2 separate regions of the Sus scrofa genome follow, and region 2 is linked to region 1. The links are chromatin contacts, called in public Hi-C maps. All regions are on one chromosome and are shown on one strand. Each heading gives the region's core, a stretch centred on a gene start, on an enhancer-like site or on the middle of the called end of the contact. The rest is flanking DNA. Distances are from core to core; before and after follow the strand shown.

Region 1 (4,541 bases), core at 972-3,471:
TGGCTTCAAGCTAAAATACCTTTGTTTTAACTCACTGGAAACATTCCGACCAGACCCTGTGAATGGCTGCAGGAAAGAAGAAATTAGCACATCCCCTCTGGCCTCTGGCAGAAACCAAGGGATACCAGCAACAATTTATCACCTTTTTCTCTTTACCTGCTAGCCTCCCTCTCTTTGCTCTATAAAGAAACCAGCATCCAAACCCAGGCAAGATGATTCTTTGGGACACTGTCTTCTTGGTTTGCTGGCTTTCTGAATAAAGTCGCTATTTCCTGCCCCAACAGCCCATCTTTCAATTTACTGGCCTGTCATGCAGCGAGCAGGACAAGCTGGGACCCAGTAACGATATGAGTTCCAAAGGGATTCATGTGTTATCTTGTCATCAGAGAAGAGAGGCATCCAGTCCACAGTAATGTAACCCATTAGAAGTGCATGTCTCAGAGAGCTCCTGTTGCGGCTCAGTGGTAACGAAGCCAACTAGTATCCATGAGGATGCAGATTCAATCCCTGGCCTCGCTCAGTGGGTTAAGGATCCGGCGTTGCCGTGAGCTGTGGTGTAGGTCAAAGACAAGGCTTGGATCCCACGTTGCTGTGGCTCTGGTGTAGCCAGTGGCTACAGCTCCGATTTGACCCCTAGCCTGGGAACCTCCATCTGCCGCGGGAGCAGCCCTAGAAAAGGCAAAAAAAAAAAAAAAAAAAAAAAAAGTGAGTATTGCGTATAGGAGGATTTCTTCTCATTTCTTGAAAGCTAAAAACGAAGGTATTTTAGCTTAACTAACAGTCAGGCGTGGGAGGCAGAGGCCCTGGAGGTGGCCCATTATGGGTACCTTAAGCTATAGGCAACATCCCTTTCGTTAATAACTTGTAGCCAAAGCAATAAAACACAGAATTTAAAGTAAAAAGAAATCCTGCCATTTGCAACCACATGGATGAAACTGCGGTACCTTATGCCAACTGAAATCAGCCAAAGACAAATGCTGCGTGGTCTCATTTATACGTGGAAGTTAAACAACAACAACAAAAAGCCAAACTCATGGAAATAGAAAGTAGACGGGTGGTAACGGGGGCCTATGGAGTTGGGGAGATAGATGTTGGTTAAAGATACAAGGCTCAGTCATAAGAGGAAGGAGCCCCGAGGACCTAATGTACCTCAAGGCAACTAGAGTTAACGACACTATCATGTACTTGACATCTGCCAGGAGTCCACCTTGACCATTCTCACCACGGAACCAAAAAAGGCCACAAGGTGACGTGGTGAAGGTATTATTCATCCGCCTGAATGTGCTGATCATTTCGCAAAGTATAAGCATGTCCATTCATCATACTGCACTCTAAATACGTAGAACACAGGAGTTCCGGTTGTGGCTCAGTAGAAACCAACTTGACTAGTAGCCAGGAGGGTTTGGGTTCAATCCCCGGCCCCTCTCAGTGGATTTAGGATCTGGCGTTGCCATGAGCTGTGGTGTAGGTCACAGACGTGGCTCAGATCCTGTGTTGCTGCGGCTGTGGTGTAGGCTGGTAGCTGCAGCTCCGATTCAACCCCAGCCTGGGAACTTCCATATGCTACACCTGTAGCCCTTAAAAAAAAAAAAAAAAAAAAAAAAGCATACATGTGTAGAATTGTATTTGTCAATTACACCTTCATAAAGCATAAAAAGAAATAAAAATACAATGATATGCTTTACATAAAATAAAGGGTTGTTACCACAGAGGGGGAAAAAAATAAAGAATTCAGTCTGGCAGAGGGAAGGAAGGTGTTAAGAGGAAGCCACACTGGAACTGGGCGTGGAGAGATGGTAGGATTTCTCCAAAGAAGGTCACTTTAGGTAAAAGAGGCAGCAAAGACGGCACAGCAGGAAGGTAACCCATCAGGCATGGCTAGTGTGTGATGTGGACCCAGTGGAAAGTTCTGGAAGCCTTTGTTCCCCCCCCACCCTGTCTGCCTATTCTACCCACCTGCAAAGCCCAGACATGCTGCCAGGGTCCAACACAAGGTCTAGGTCATCTTTACAAGCCCGACATTGCCAGGCACAAGGCCGCCCTTGCAGACGGACCTTGGTAAGTCAATGCCCGTGGACCCTGGTGTCACTTAGGTGACAGTAAATATCACGGGCCTTTGTCAAACAGCTGGAAATCGTTCCCGCCCCCATAGCTGGTTAATGGTTAGTCTCTAATCACTGCCTCTGACCGTCTGGCTGGAGGCTCTGCATGACTCAGGACTCTGCTGACATTCCAGGAGGTCACAGGCGGGACACTCCCCCTGAACGTGACCCCCCGCACACAGACTGCGAGCACAGGCAGGCCAGAGGGGGAAGCTCCTCGGCCCTTGGGTGCTGACACAGCAGCCAGATTTCCCCAGAAGAAAGGAAGAAAAGAACCAAAGCACCTGCTGTGTATTCCGAGGAATTCCTAGCGTGATGGAAAAGCAAAAATCCAGTCTGCTCAGCCCACATTTACAGAAGCCGATGCCACTTTCCAGGGCCGATAAAAACCCTGGACGGCTGCACAGGATGAACATTTGGAACCTTCCAAATTTCTACAAATATGCAAATGCCTGTTAGATATTTGACCGTTAACATTCCTAAGATGATATTATGATGTTAAGCAAAAATTGCCGTTTTAAAAGGAAGGAATTTAAGAAGTCCCATTGTGGCGCAGTCAGAACGAATCCAACTAGGAACCATGAGGTTGCAGGTTCGATCCCTGGCCTCGAGAATCCAACTAGGAACCATGAGGTTGCAGGTTCGATCCCTGGCCTCGATCGGTGGGTTAAGGATCCAGGGTTGCTGTGAGCTGTGGTGTAGGTCGAAGAAAGGCTCAGATCTGGTGTTGCTGTGGCTGTGGCTGGGCTGGTGGCTACAGCTCTGATTGGTCCCCTAGCCTGGGAACCTCCATATGCCACAGGGGCAGCCCTAAAAAGACAAAAAGACAAAAAAAAAAAAGGGAATTTAAGATTTTTAAACATTGCATATATTTGAGTACAAGATTTAAATGTGCTTAAATATAGGCTGTACAATGCTATGTCTTCATTTGAAGGATAAAAGCATTTCAGAATAAAACTAAAAATAGGTTATGGGCTATTGTGTTACAATCTTACAGAAATCCGTGATCGACTGACAAATAATAATGATCACAACGGATGTTTATTAGGCAATTACTGTATAACAGAGAAAGCACTAGGAGCTCCATGCATTTCTTCATATAATTCTCTCCAGAGCTGTCCTGTTATTATCCCATTGTACAGTTTAAACACAGAGGCCTGTGTTAGGTCAGCCAGTGAAGGGGTGACAGAGTCAGGCCCCACGCTCTAGTCTGTCTGAGTCTAGATCTTTTATTTTAACCACAACCCGACCCCTTAAAACGGCTCCTACACACCTACCTACTCACTGCAGAAACATTTCTTGGGTATCTTCGTGCAAACCTGCCAAGTAATAGGGAAGCAAAGTGTGTACCAACACAGCCTGTCCTCAGCAAATCTTTGGTCAAGTGGTTGGTATCTTTTTTTTAGCTTTTTCTTATTGTTGCTGTTGTTGTTTTGTCTTTTGTCTTTTTAGGGCCACACCTGCGGCATATGGAGGTTCCCAGGCTAGGGGTCCAATAGGAGCTGTAGCCGCCAGCCTACACCACAGCCACAGCAACACCAGATCTGAGCCTTTCTTCGACCTACACCACAGCTCACAGCAAGGCCAGATCCTTAAACCCACTGAGCGAGGCCAGGGATCGAACCCGCATCCTCGTGAATACTAGTCGGGTTCGTTAACCACTGAGCCACAACAGAAACTCCCTTTTTTAGCTTTAAAATTACTATGCAGGAGTTCCTATTGTGGTTCAGTGGATTAAGAACCTGACCATAGTGTCCCTGAGGATGAGGGTTCAATCCCTGGCCTCACTCCATACGTTAAGGACCCAGTGTTGCTGTGAGCTGTGGCACAGGTCACAGATGCAGCTCAGATCTGGCATTGCTGGGGCTGTGGTGCAGGCCGGCAGCCGAAGCTCTGATTAGACCCCTAGCCTGGGAACTTCCACATGCCGTGGGTGTGGACATAAAAAGAAAAAAAATATCCCTATGCAGATAGCAGCTGTATTCATAATAGCCAAAAACAAGAAGCACCACTAATGTCCTTTGGCGCATAAACCAACTGTCAAACTGTGGCACCAGCTCAAGGTAGAATTCCACTCCTCAGCAGAAAGGAATGCACTCTTACTACATGTAATGCAGTACTAGTATTACTACTGGTGCTCGTTACACATACTAGTACTTGTAATACAATACTAGTGATACATCAACATACATAAATCAACAACTCCATGGACCTCAAAGGAATTATGCCGAGTGGAAAAAGTCCACCAGAAGGTAACACACTGTGAGAGCCCATTGATGGAGCAGGCTTGAAATAACCTTGCAGAGATGGAGAGGGGTTAGTGGTGGCCGAGGGTTAGGGATGGGTTGGGGAGGGGGGATGAGGCCATGGAGGGCAGCACAGCTTGCGGGAGCCTGGCAGTGCCCGAATCAGTCTGTATATTGATTTGAGTGGGAGTTA
Region 2 (4,541 bases), core at 1,053-3,552, 620 kb after region 1:
GACCTGGAGAGACGCGGCCCTGCCCTGCCTTTGCTCTGTGCCCAGCCCCCGCCCCAGCTGCTCCCCTGCAGCCGCATCAGGGGGCAGCCTTCCTGCAGCCCCAGGGGCTTTGTCCCGTGGGGGGCTGGTCCCTGCGAGTGTCCCCAGGAGCTGTCCCCTCTGAGGATTTCTGCACGTCCTGGGAGGGCGCAGGGTAGGGGCTGGCGGGCTGTCTCCTGTGTGTTCATTCGTAAATCCTACCCGAGCTGTGGAGCCTTTGAAACCTTTGAAGTTGGGGGGTCTGCTGCTGAGGAAGGGGCCCCGGGCTGAGGGAGTGACAGCAATGCAGAGGGCACCCACCGCCCCCTGGTCACGAGGTCCTGAGGCCTTCATAAGGCCTGGCTTCCTGTCATTTTTGTTAAGTCGGGGTTTCCGTATACGCAGTGTGTGTCACGCAGGTCGGCTTTCTTGGTTCGTATGTACACGCTGAGCCTGCGTGGAGATACTCTAGAGCAAGCAGTAGGCGTGTGTGTGTGCGTGTGCAGGCATGTGCACGTGTGTGTGTGCATGAGTGAATGTGCCTGTGTGTTGACAGAGAGACCAGGAGGAGAGCAGACGTCAGAGACCAAGGCAGAGGTGGTGGGGCGTGTGCAGGTGCGTGTGTACGCTTGTGCAGGGGGCTCAGGTTTCTGCGGGAAGAGGGGCCGGGGGTCTTTGGTGGGCCCTTATCTGGGAGAGGGGTCCACGCCCCTGGGGACAGAGGCCTCTCCGGGTACGTGCGTGTGCACAGGTGGAGGACGGCTCAGGAGGGACGAGCCGGGGCCTGTGTGTGGGCACAGGTGTGTCCTGGGAGTGTGCGGGCACCGAGGAGGCGGGCAGCAGACCTGCTCCGGCTCAGGTCATTAGGAAGGAATATCTTCTCATAGGGTCACTGCCACCTCGCTCACCTGGAGAGCCTTCCAGCCCAGGAGTCACCATGCACTGAGAATCGCCTCTGTGGCTGGGCGCTGGGGGATGAGAGACAATCCCTGCCCTCGGGGGGGTCCCTGTGAGGGGACAGAGGCCACGGCCATGTGGCCAGGAGCGGGGAGTGAGCCTCACACTGACCCAGGGCGCCGCTGCTTCACACGCGCTCGCTGGGCTAATCCCGCGGCGCGGAGTTTAGAAACGAGGAAACAAAGCCTCTGCTCCCAAAGCCGCCGGATCGGAGGCGAGCCCAGCTCCCCGCCACGGCCACCCTGGCCTCTCGGAAGCACAGGCTGGGAGGAGGCTTTTCAAGAGGCAGGGGAGGCCTGTGCCAGGGCAGGTGTGGAGAAGGGACACCATCCCGCCAGTCTGGCACGGGGGTGCGGGCCAGGCCTGGCACCAGGAGGAAGTGTGCGGCAGTGGGCGGTGGGTCTGGTCTCACCTGAGGGTCTCTTCACCCTTGTCATGGTCACAGGACGGTGACGACATCTGAGGAAGAGCGGGCACTGGCGAGCTCATGGTGGGGTGGGCACGCTGATCCGTGTCAGTCATTGACACGCTGGCCTCTGGTGAGAGGCACAGGGGCATGACAGGCAAGAGCCTAACCGGCCACTGCGGCCTTGGGCGAGCCTGTCCCCTGCCTCCACCTCCTCCTGTGACGCGCATGGCAGCAGGTCTGGCCTCGCAGGGCCGTGAGGGGCCTGAGGGGTGCGCTGTGCCGGTGCCTGGAACATTCTAAGTGCTGGGCACTGCTGTCCCGGCAGCGTCAGAGCCCCGGACTCTCTCCCAGGCAGGTGACGTCCTCACAACCTCTGAGCACCCCTGTCTTCTCCAAAGTCCTCGTCGGTCCCTTACGCCGAGCTGGAGGCTGGTTCAGAGTAGCCTTCCCTGGCGGCCTCAGCCAGGCCGTCCGCTCAGGGGGACAATGAATGTGACGCGCCCAGCAAGAGCGGTGGCCAGAGGTCCCTGGGGCTCCAGTCCTACCCCCTCCCAGACTCTTCTGCACAGGAAACCCTTAGCCCGGCAGGTCCAGGCAGGTGAATGAGCACATGAACTCCCCATCCCCCCACCCGGGAGAACCAAGCACGCAGACTTAAACACCTGCGCCCACTGGCCCCAAGCCCTCCCCTCCTGGTCTCTGCCAAGTACAGACCCACGTGGCAGCGTCTCAGACGGAGCTTGAGATCCTGACCAGGAGGGGCCAGGTCCTGTCGGCGCAGTTGACCCCCTGCCTTTTAAACGAGCCACTTGCCCGGCACCGGTTCCCTCTTCCCACGTCTCACTTGTGTCGGAGGCCTGGCCTCCCGCTCCGTCCTTGTTGAAACAAGGTTTGTTAGGCGCCGCGTGACTCAGAGGTCCCGTCATCCGTCATCCCCTTGAACTTGGCAACGCCTTTATCTCTCTGAACTTTGGGCTCTTCACACAGCTAAGCAGGCGGGCGCAGCCGAAGTGACCAGTTTGTATTTTGTGGGCGGAAAAGCCTGTGAACCCACCCGGCAGGGAGGCCAGCGCCACCCTCCCTGGCATCAGGGCTGCGAAGGGGCCAAGCCTTCGCCTTCCTGTTCCTCCCCAGGCCCGGCTCACCCAGCCTAAGTTGTGCTGACTCTGGTTCAGAGGCCGGCAAAGTGCAAAGGTGGCCGTGACAGGGAGGGGGAGAGGGCTAACAGGGCCCCTCTAGCCTGGGGCCCTCGAGGCACTGTGCACGCTCTGAGCATGCGGCCAGGTGAGCCCCGCCCTGGGGAGGCCCCCAGGCAGCCTTGCCCTTACCAAGTCCACGGCCCAGGGCGGGAGAAAAAGGACACAGATGCAGCCACATTCAGCTTGGTGGTCACTCCCCATTCCTGCCCCCGCCCCCACCCAGAATCTCATGTTCAGGCCGCTTTGCTCCAGCGGAAGGGTTTCCTGACCCCGGTGGGAGCAGGTGTGCCCACCTCCTCGGGGGTGCGGGCAGGAGGGCACTTATCCTCCACTCCCCCATCCCACAGGCCTGGCGGGACCTTGGCCCTGACCACGCCTCAGCTGGATTTCCTTGTCCTCTGCTTCCCAAACCCCAGACACAGCAAGCAGGCAACACATTGCGGGAATAAAGATCGCACGTAGCGAAATAAATTCATCAGTAACTTTGGCTCCTTCACCCACCTGAAGGAGACCCGAACCCTGTGCACAGAGCACATGAGATGACTGCAAGAATTCTCCCCTCCAGCCCGGCCACCCGAGCTGCACCGCCCATGAGAACCAGGGGCTGTGGCTCGGGAGTGCAGGGTCCCCACCAACAAGGACCTGGGCCTTCGTCCCGGAGGCACCTGGCCCGGGGCCCAGGCAGTGATTGGTCAGAGTGTCCACGCTGGACCGTGCACGTTCCTGACCACACGTAGGCCACCCACAGACACGAACACACGTTTGTGTAAATGCGTGACGTGGGAGCCACGTCCTTCTTGGTAAATAGAACTTTATCTGGAGTGATGGGCTCGGGGCACAGCCCTCCACCTGCAGAGCCCCCACCCTGTGGTCCAGAGAGGTTGAGCGGCTTGTCCAGATCACACAGCTGGCAACCCGAGATGCCCCACGGCCCCTCCCAGGCCAGATGGAGGCAAGAGCCCCAAGGCCCCTTGTTCTGACTGAGAGCAGAGGTGTTGGGGGGGGGCTGTCCCTTAGTGACAACGGGGCACACAGAAGCAATACCAGCCCAGGCCAAAGGGGAGCGGGTGGCAGATGCCCGTTTCCTCTCTAGATGTTCACTCACCCCACCACTTTCTGTCTTTGGAGAAGATTTGCCTTTTAGAAAAATTTTAAATTATGGTTAACTTACAATGCTGTGCCAATTTCTGCTGTACAGCAGTGACCCATTCATGTGTGTGTGTGTCTGTATGTGTGTGTGTGTATACGTGTGTATGTGTCTGTGTGTATGTGTGCATGTGTGTACGTGAGTCTGTGTGTATATGTGTCTGTGCATATGTGTGTTGTCTGTGTGTATGTGTGTGTGTTTATATGTGTCTGTATGTAAATGTGTGTGTATGTGTTTATGTGTCTGTGTATATGTGTGTGTGTGTGTGTGTGGTGTCTGTGCGTGTCTGTGTGTATATGTGTGGTGTGTGTGTGTGTGTGTGTGTATGTGTGTCTGTGTGTGTCTGTGTGTATTCCCTTTCTTGTGTTCTCTTCCGTCATGTTCGATCCCGAGAGACTGGATGGAGCTCCCTGTGCTGTACAGCAGGACCTCGCAGCCCATCCACCCTAAAAGGGATAGTTTGCATCTAACTGACCCCGACTCCCCATCCACCCCCCCCCCTTTTGGACAAGCTTTGTGATCACGGTAACACATTAAAGGATCGGGTCGCCATCGTTTAAAGATGAATAAAGAAGCTTGGAGTTCCCGCCGTGGCGCAGTGGAAAGGAATCCAACTAGGAGCCATGAGGATGTGGGTTCCATCCCTGGCCTCGCTCAGTGGGTTAAGGATCTGGAATTGCCGTGAGCTGTGGTGTAGGTCGCAGATGTGGCTTGGATCTGGCGTTGCCGTGGCTGTGGTGTAGGCTGGCAGCTGTAGCTCCAATTGGACCCCTAGCCTGGGAACCTCCATATGCCGTAGCTGCAGCCCTAA

What was found. Hi-C and Micro-C count contacts between places; a contact is called where the count stands out from the background.
Region 2: a contact with region 1 is called in a Hi-C map of liver, with 7 times the contacts expected there. The contact joins two enhancer-like sites. A contact is called at or near these places in 2 of 5 promoter capture datasets (fetal liver and fetal skeletal muscle) and 3 of 47 Hi-C or Micro-C datasets (blood and liver).

What each region holds. Positions count from the first base shown.
Region 1 is chr10:64,730,575-64,735,115 of Sscrofa11.1, forward strand. No RefSeq gene overlaps it. Among named protein-coding and RNA genes, the nearest start is that of PFKFB3, 130 kb to the right of the region's middle. Within about 2 kb of position 2,222, at least 23 of the 83 cell types and tissues checked have an H3K27ac peak or open chromatin away from gene starts, as enhancers often do. A contact at or near this core is called in fetal liver and liver, where this site is marked.
Region 2 is chr10:65,346,534-65,351,074 of Sscrofa11.1, forward strand. The region is part of intron 3 of LOC106505208; the gene reads right to left. Among named protein-coding and RNA genes, the nearest start is that of CALML5, 57 kb to the right of the region's middle. Within about 2 kb of position 2,303, at least 17 of the 83 cell types and tissues checked have an H3K27ac peak or open chromatin away from gene starts, as enhancers often do. A contact at or near this core is called in fetal liver and liver, where this site is marked.